Linked DNA regions of Oryctolagus cuniculus: region 2 is linked to region 1. Evidence: chromatin contacts called from public Micro-C data. All regions are on one chromosome and are shown on one strand. The core of a region is the stretch at or near the end of the contact, and the rest is flanking DNA. Distances in the headings are between cores, read along the strand shown. Region 1 holds the start of UBE2G2 (ubiquitin conjugating enzyme E2 G2). Region 2 holds the start of LRRC3 (leucine rich repeat containing 3).

The links. Hi-C and Micro-C count contacts between places; a contact is called where the count stands out from the background.
Region 2: a Micro-C map of ear pinna shows a contact between it and region 1, with 2.4 times the contacts expected there. The contact joins the promoter of LRRC3 here to the promoter of UBE2G2 in region 1. A contact is called at or near these places in 3 of 6 Hi-C or Micro-C datasets (ear pinna, skin fibroblasts and an unstated tissue).

Annotation. Positions count from the first base shown.
Region 1 is chr4:1,769,608-1,773,340 of mOryCun1.1, forward strand. It overlaps UBE2G2 (ubiquitin conjugating enzyme E2 G2), which reads left to right and starts at 2,013. Exons shown (of 6, transcript XM_051839980.2): 1 at 2,013-2,168. The coding sequence starts at 2,126.
Region 2 is chr4:1,990,189-1,993,672 of mOryCun1.1, forward strand. LRRC3 (leucine rich repeat containing 3) reads right to left here and starts at 1,575. Exons shown (of 2, transcript XM_008252307.4): 1 at 1,407-1,575; 2 at 1-880. The coding sequence starts at 778. The coding sequence ends at 8.

The DNA of each region.
Region 1 (3,733 bases), core at 763-3,262:
GTGGCAGACAAGCCTGGATGTTAATGGGGCATCACGTTGTATTCTCCTTTGCACAACTGGCCGCCTCTTTGCTCGTCTGCTTTGGGATGCAGTGAATGGATACCAGCCTGGCGCTGAGGAAGTCGGAATACCAGATGCGACAAAGCCGTGAGCGAGCACAGCCGAAGGGTTCGGGGAGGCGGGGAAAGCGGGCTTGACTCGCTCACCCGCCAAGTCCGCGGACTACAGTGGACGCACAGCCTGCCGGCAGGGACGGCACCGCCACCTAGGAGTGCCACGGCCATCGTGTGATCAACTCGTATTGTGGGGGTTTTCACCACTTGAACATGAAACTAATCCTGATACTGTTAGGTAGGAAGTCAGGATTTAGCCTCTGTGTGTGTGTGTGTGTGTGTGAGAGAGAGAGAGAGAGAGACCTGAAGACAGCACCTGCTACAGAAGCCCCGAAGCCGAGAGAGAGAGAGAGAGAGAGAGAGAGAGAGAGAGAGAGAGAGAGAGAGAGAGACCTGAAGACAGCACCTGCTACGGAAGCCCCGAAGCCCAGCGTCCCCCACTCCAAAGTCCTGCCCGGGCCCTGGAGACCTCCCAGGGGGTCCCAGCCCTGCCCCGGGGAAAGCTCCCAGAATTCTCTCCTCAGGACCAAAGGGGCTCCTGACCTGAGGACGCGGGGCACTAAAGCCTTCCCAGACGCCCTAGGGGGGCCCCCCTACTCTGCCAGGAGCCAGCGAATCTGGGAGGAATTTGCTAATTTTCACCCAATAAACCCTTCCGCCAGGACTCCCCACCCTTTGTCCAGGAGGAGAGGGGGAGGGGTAAAGAGACGCCCTTAAAAACCCAGGGAGCCCCACCGCCGGCGCTCGGCCCTCTGCTCTGCGCTGACCGCCCGCCTGGCCTGCCCAGGTGTGTCCCTCCACTCAGCCACGTGGCCTCGCTGCCCCCAGTCCCAGCGGCTGGGCGCTCTCTGTCCCTTCCGTCCTGACCGGTGCCTGTCCCCAGTGAAGCCTCATCACTCCGCTCTGTCTCACGCCTGGATTTGCTGCTGGAAGACGAGAACCCACGGCCTCCACGGCCTTCCCTCCGGTGACAAAGCGAGCTACAAACCGCATTTTTTTTTTTGACAGGCAGAGTGGACAGTGAGAGAGAGAGACAGAGAGAAAGGTCTTCCTTTGCCGTTGGTTCACCCTCCAATGGCCGCTGCGGCCGGCGCACCGCGCTGATCCGAAGGCAGGAGCCAGGTGCTTCTCCTGGTCTCCCATGGGGTGCAGGGCCCAAGCACCTGGGCCATCCTCCACTGCACTCCCTGGCCACAGCAGAGAGCTGGCCTGGAAGAGGGGCAACCGGGACAGAATCCGGCGCCCCGACCGGGACTAGAACCCGGGGTGCCGGCGCCGCAGGCGGAGGATTAGCCTAGTGAGCCGCGGCGCCGGCCCAACCCGCGTTTTTCAAAACAGTGCCATCGGTGAGTAGCAAACGACACCTGGACGCCAGGGCTGGAGCGTGGCCGGCAGCCCCGAGGAGCTCTGTGTGTAGACCCGCGCAGGCGGGACGCCCGGGGCACAGCGAGGACGCCTGCGTCCCGCCGTGGAGGACGGACATCCCCACAGTCCTCTGCCGCCCTCGACCACGCCGACGGAGGCCACGGCCGCCCGCGGGAGGAGTCCCTTCCGCGACGGAGGAGGCAGGCCGCGGTGGGCGAGTTCGGGGCCCCCAGCACCCGACAGGGCGGCCGACGGGACCGCCCCTCAGGGAAGGCGGGCGCCGGGGCCGACGGGACCGCCCCTCAGAGAAGGCGGGCGCCGGGGACCGCGGCCCGCACACACTGGGCGCAGGAAGGGAGGGCCGGAACTCGGGCTGCGGCCTCCGCCCTCCTCCCGGCCGAGCCCCGAGGCGCGGCCCCGCTCCCCGACGCCGGAACGCGCCGCCCACCGGTGCCGAGCCCCGCCCGGAAGACGCCCGGGCGCCCACACACCGGCTCAGCCCTGCTGCGACGCCGCGCATGCGCGCCCCGCCTCGCCCCGGAAGGGCTTGCGCGCCCACGGCGGCGACCCGGAAGAAGTCCCTCGCGAGGGGGCGGGAGGGACGAGCGCGGATGCGGCGAGGCCGCTGAGCCAGCTGTCGCCGGGCCATGGCGGGTACGGCGCTCAAGAGGCTGATGGCCGAGTACAAACGTGAGTCCGGGGCGGCGGGCTGCGGCCTGGGACCCGGGGGAGCCGGGGCCTCGCGCAGGAGCTCGGGACGGGGCGCCCGCGTGCGCGAGACCGAGGACGGAGCCCGGCGCGGTGGCCCTCGGCCGCGGGAGCGCCGAGGCGAGGGCCGGTCAGGCCGGGGCTTCCGGAGCTGGGCTGGCGCCGGCGCCTCTCTGGTCGGGAGCCCCCGACTAGGCGTGAGGTGCGGTGCGGGCCCCGCCACGTCCCGTCCGCCCGGCTCGCGGCGGGTGCCGCACAGAGCCCGCGCTCGCTGTCGGGAGGAACTTGGGCGTTGGGTAGAACAGCGAGTGTCGTAGAAGCAAGTGGTGGACACAGGTGCACTGGCGCTTCCGGGGCGGCGGCGGCTGTGGGAGGACCCGGGCGGGGCCTGCCCTGGGGCAGCCCGGGCGGGGCCGGGGGTCTGGTTCCGTTCTGGTTCCGTTGGCCCTAGTCTGGACGAGCAGGTGCTGACTTGCTCACGTATCCCGAAGGCAGCCCCCCTTGCGCCCGTGCCGCCCGACCCAGCCTTGCAGCGTGGAGTTCGGGCTTCCCGGCGGGACGCGCGCCGGCAGAGGTGTTCCCCGCTTGTTGTCCTTGCCAGAGCTCCGGCCCTGCTTCGGCCCGGTTGTCGGTTGCAGCCGTGAGCCCTAGAGCCGCTGGCCCGGAGCTGTGCTGTGTGTCCCTGCCTGAAACCCCGGGGTGGATGCGGAGGGCGGGGCTCCACGGATGCCTCCCCGGGACCCCGGGCCCCGTCACCAAACTAGTGGGAGTGGGGGCTTAGGGATACGATTAAGTTCCTGAGTCTAGAGGGAGGCGATTCTGCCCTGAACGGACCAAGGCGGGAGGAGGCTGCCTGCCCCGCGGCCCTGGGCCAACAGGCAGGAGCCTGGGGCCTCTGCTCCAGCCACGTGGCACTGCAGCCACCGTGCCAGCCGCTGAGTAAACTTGGGCGGCAGCCCGGCCAGCATCTTGATTCTGGCTTTGGGAAGCTAAACAGAACCGGCTGCCCTGCTCGGCCCAGACGTCCGACACGTGGGAACTGTGAGGTCATCAATGGGCATTGTTTCACCCGCCAAGTGGTCACTGTGTTGGCCGTGACACAAGATGAACACGCGGACGCAGTGTGCGGACGCTGAGCACGGAAGAGGCCTTGCCCCTGCGGCCCGGACACGCGGTGAGGTTTCAGCACTGGCCGGGCGTGTGGCTTGTGCTCAGCACGTCCCAGGAGAAGGCAGCCCCTGAACAGGGTGTGGGCAGGTCGGAGGGACGTTCTGGCCAGCTCGCTGCCTTTGGGAGTAATCGCAGGACGGAGACCGGTAGCTAGACTCTGCCCGGGCGCCTGCGCCTACAGCCAGTTGACCTCCAGGCAGAGTGATGAGCCCAGGTCCACGGGGTCAGAAGAGACAGGAGGCGGCCGCAGACGCCTCACTGCAGGCTTCTGGAGGCTTCGCGCATCCTCTGTCCAGGGCTCAGGCCCAGGGCTGCGTGATCAATGCTGCCAGCGCGGCCCTTGGCGCCCGCGTTCTGTCCTCTCCCGCTCTGGGGCC
Region 2 (3,484 bases), core at 325-2,824, 220 kb after region 1:
GTGGACGCTAGGGCACAGGGCTGACGGCTTCCTTGGAGGCAGGGGCACTGGGCAGGGACTTCAGGTACTCCAGGTGCCTCCTGGCGTCTTCCTGGTTGTGGCGCACGTAGTACACAATGTAGGTGATAACCATGGCAAACCAGCCGAACATGGTCACCAGCATGGCCACGTCAGTGGTCTTGTGCACGCTGCAGAAGCTGACGCCCGAGTCCAGCGCCTGGATCAGCGGCTTCCCCACGAACTCCTCCTGCACCGAGGTGTGGCAGGCCATCTCGGCCGCCGAGTCGGGGTCCAGCTTCAGCTCCCACAGGGCCTCCTGCAGGGCGCACTCACAGTGCAGGGGGTTGTGGGACAGCCGGATCTTGGCGCTCAGCTTGCCCAGGGCGTCCTTGGGAATCTTCCGGATGCGGTTGTGGGACAGGTCCAGCAGCCGCAGGCCCCCGGCCAGGCCCGAGAAGGCGGCGGGGCCGATGGTCTCGATGGCGTTCTGAGACAGGTCCAGCTCGCGCAGCTGCTGCAGGTGCTGGAAGGCTCCATTGGGGATGTGGGAGATCCGGTTGGCATCCAGCTTCAGGAGCACCGCCTCGGCCGGGATGTCCCTGGGGACCTCCTGCAGGCCCCTGGCGCTGCAGTGGACGGCCAGGGCGCCCGCGTGGTCCGGGCACTGGCAGCTCTGCGGGCAGGAGGCGCCCAGGGGCAAGCAGAAGAGCAGGAAGAGGCAGGGCGCGGGGGCCGGGAGCAGCAGGGAAGGCGGGCCCTGCCTGCCTGGGGGGCCCATGCTGGCTCGCCCAGGGCCGCGGCTGGCTCCTCTGCGCTGTCCACCGCGGGGAGGGGGGCCTGTCCACCGCAGACCCGTCAGGAAAAGCAGGGACCTTCAGTTCTGAAAGAGAAGAGGAAGCAGGCAGGAGGTCCCCGGGCCAGGTCTGTCCATCCCGCCCCAGTGGGGAACAGGGCACCAGCAGGGGGAGGACTTGGAGGCTGGTGTGGCCCGCGGCCCTGGGCTGATGGTGGAAGACCCCTGAGGCTGGCCCGTCAGGAGGCCCAGCCCCAGCCCCAGCCCCTGGGGCCACCCGCTGACCAAAAGGTAGGGCAGTCTGCTCTGGGCGCCACAGGAGGCCCATGAAGACAGTCCCTGAAGAGCGTCGTGATCAGCAGTCCACACAGCATGACCAATACAGACTGGTCAATAACCTGATCTATACAGTGCGATCAATAATCAATACAGCCTGATCAATACAACACCCGAGGAGCAGCGGGAAGGAGACACCGGGTCGGGCGCGGCCGCGCGGGATGGAGACCTGGGGCAGCGCGAAACCCCGGGCGGGGGCTTGGGCAGTGGACCCCCAGGAGTAGACGGGGAGGGGGCACCCAAGCTCGGGGTGGGGCGGGGCAGGGCCGGGCTTTACCTGCGCGGCCCCGGCCAGAGGCTGCTCCACGCGCCGCTCCTGGTCTCTCACAGCGGACCCGGGGCCACACCCCGCGTGGCCGCCCCGAGGCCCTCTGCCCACGCCCGCTCGCTTCGGAGGCCGCAGCTCGGACTGCGCGGCCGGCCGGGGCGGCGCCCGGGGCGGGGCGGGACCTGAGAGAGGCGGGCGGGGCCTCGGGGGCGGGGCCGGGGCCGTGGGCGGGGCCGAGCAGGAGCTGGTGGGAAGGGAGGGGCGGGGCGGGGCGGGGCTTTTAAACGGAGCTGGGGACGGGGACGCGAGCGATTCGGACACCCAGCGGGCTGCGGGGACTGAGAGCGGGCGTGTGGGCGGGGCCAATGGCGGGGCGGAGGCATGGGGCGGGGCCTGAGAGCGGTGAGGGGCGGGACTTTGGCACAGTTGAGGACGTGAGCGGGTTCCGATACCCAGCAGGCCGCGGGGACTGTGGGCGAGGCCAAGGGCGGGGCCTGAGAGCGGCGAGGGGCGGAGCTTTGAGACCGCTGAGCACGCGTACTGGTCCTGAGACCCCGGGAGGGAGGGGCGGTGGGCGGGGCTGGCGACGAGGCGGGGCTATGCGGCCGGGGGACCAACCCTGGGTGGGCCAGCCCTGCCCCGCCCCTGTCCCTGCCCTGCCCCTGCCCTGCCCCGAGCTCCGGCTGCGCCCAGCCCTTGCCCCTGCCCCGCCCCTGCCCCTGCCCCGAGCTCCGGCTGCGCCCAGCCCTTGCCCCTGCCCCGCCCCTGCCCCTGCCCTGCCCCGCGCTCCGGCTGCTGGGCGTCCGTCGCGGGCCTGGTGCGGAGCGGGGAGCGGGGAGGAACCCGCGCACCTGGGCCCCTGCCCCACGGCCCCTACTCGGGTGTGGCGCGCGTCTGGCCGCCCGAGGGGTTCTTAAGCCAGCCCGCGCCGTAGTTCGGTGGACGGCGCACACCTCGTGCTCAGACGCGGGGCTCCCGCTCCGGTCCGCAGCTGCGAGGCCGCGCAAGGCTTCCCGTGGCCCGCTGGCCCCGAGGGTGACGTGTTCCTTGGGTCACTCATGCCCCTGCGGCGACGGTTCCCGCCGTGACGGGCGGGCACTCGTGCGGGACGTCTGCGCCCGGCGGTTATTCCGGAATGGGCTCGTGCGGTGGTGCGCGGTGCTGGGCGGCTGTGCGGGCGAACCGGACCGGAAGGCCGCACAGGTCGGTGGACAGACGCCCTTCTTCCTCAGGGGTCAGCGCCAGGGACGCGCCCGACGACGCCGAGGCCACGGAGGACCTGCGTTCCCGCCTTGCCCGGCTCCTGGTGCGCTCTGACCTGCTGACGTCACGTGCTCCTCGGGTCCCTGCCCTCTGCCCGTCTGACGTCACGTGTTCCCCATGCCCTCGGCCCGTCTGACGTCACGTGGTCCTCAGATGCGCGGCCGTGGTTCTGCTCTGTGTCCGCATCCTGCCCGGCTCTGGGAGCCGTCTCCTTTCCACCTGGTCTCCGTGCGCACCGCCCCGGTGGCTGGGGTCCCAGCAGCTTGGGACTTGTGCTGTCCGCCTGCCCTCCGGAAGCTGTGGTCAGGTCTGGGGCGCCCTGCAGGTGTGGGGCTCCCGAATACGTTGTGTCACTCGGGATTTTCTCTTTATCTTCACGGTTTTCAATCAGCAGAATTTTTAACGTCCGGTTACTGGTGTTTTCTGGGTGGTGCCTGGGCTGACGGTGTGAGAGATATTGGCCCAGCCCCCAGCCCCGGGGCTTCATGGTTGGGGCGCCCCGTTCTGAGTGACCATGGCCCGAGGCAGGGCCGCAAGCTTCCTTTTCGCGTGGATCGTCCAGCGTCCAGGACTTTGTTAATTATGGAAACGTCGTCCCTCCTCTCGCGTGCCGAGAGGCGTGCCAGAGGGGCCGGCTGGGTTTTACCTTGTCTGCATCTGCCGAGAAGGCTGATAGATCCTGCGGTGGGTTGTCCTGGTTGATTTCAGACAGTGAGTCAGCCTCGAGCTCTAGGTCTGAGCGCGGTTGCTCGTGGCGTATCATCATCTAACACACGGTTGAGTTATTTAACAAATAGTCAACCACTGAGGGTCTTTCTTCCTGG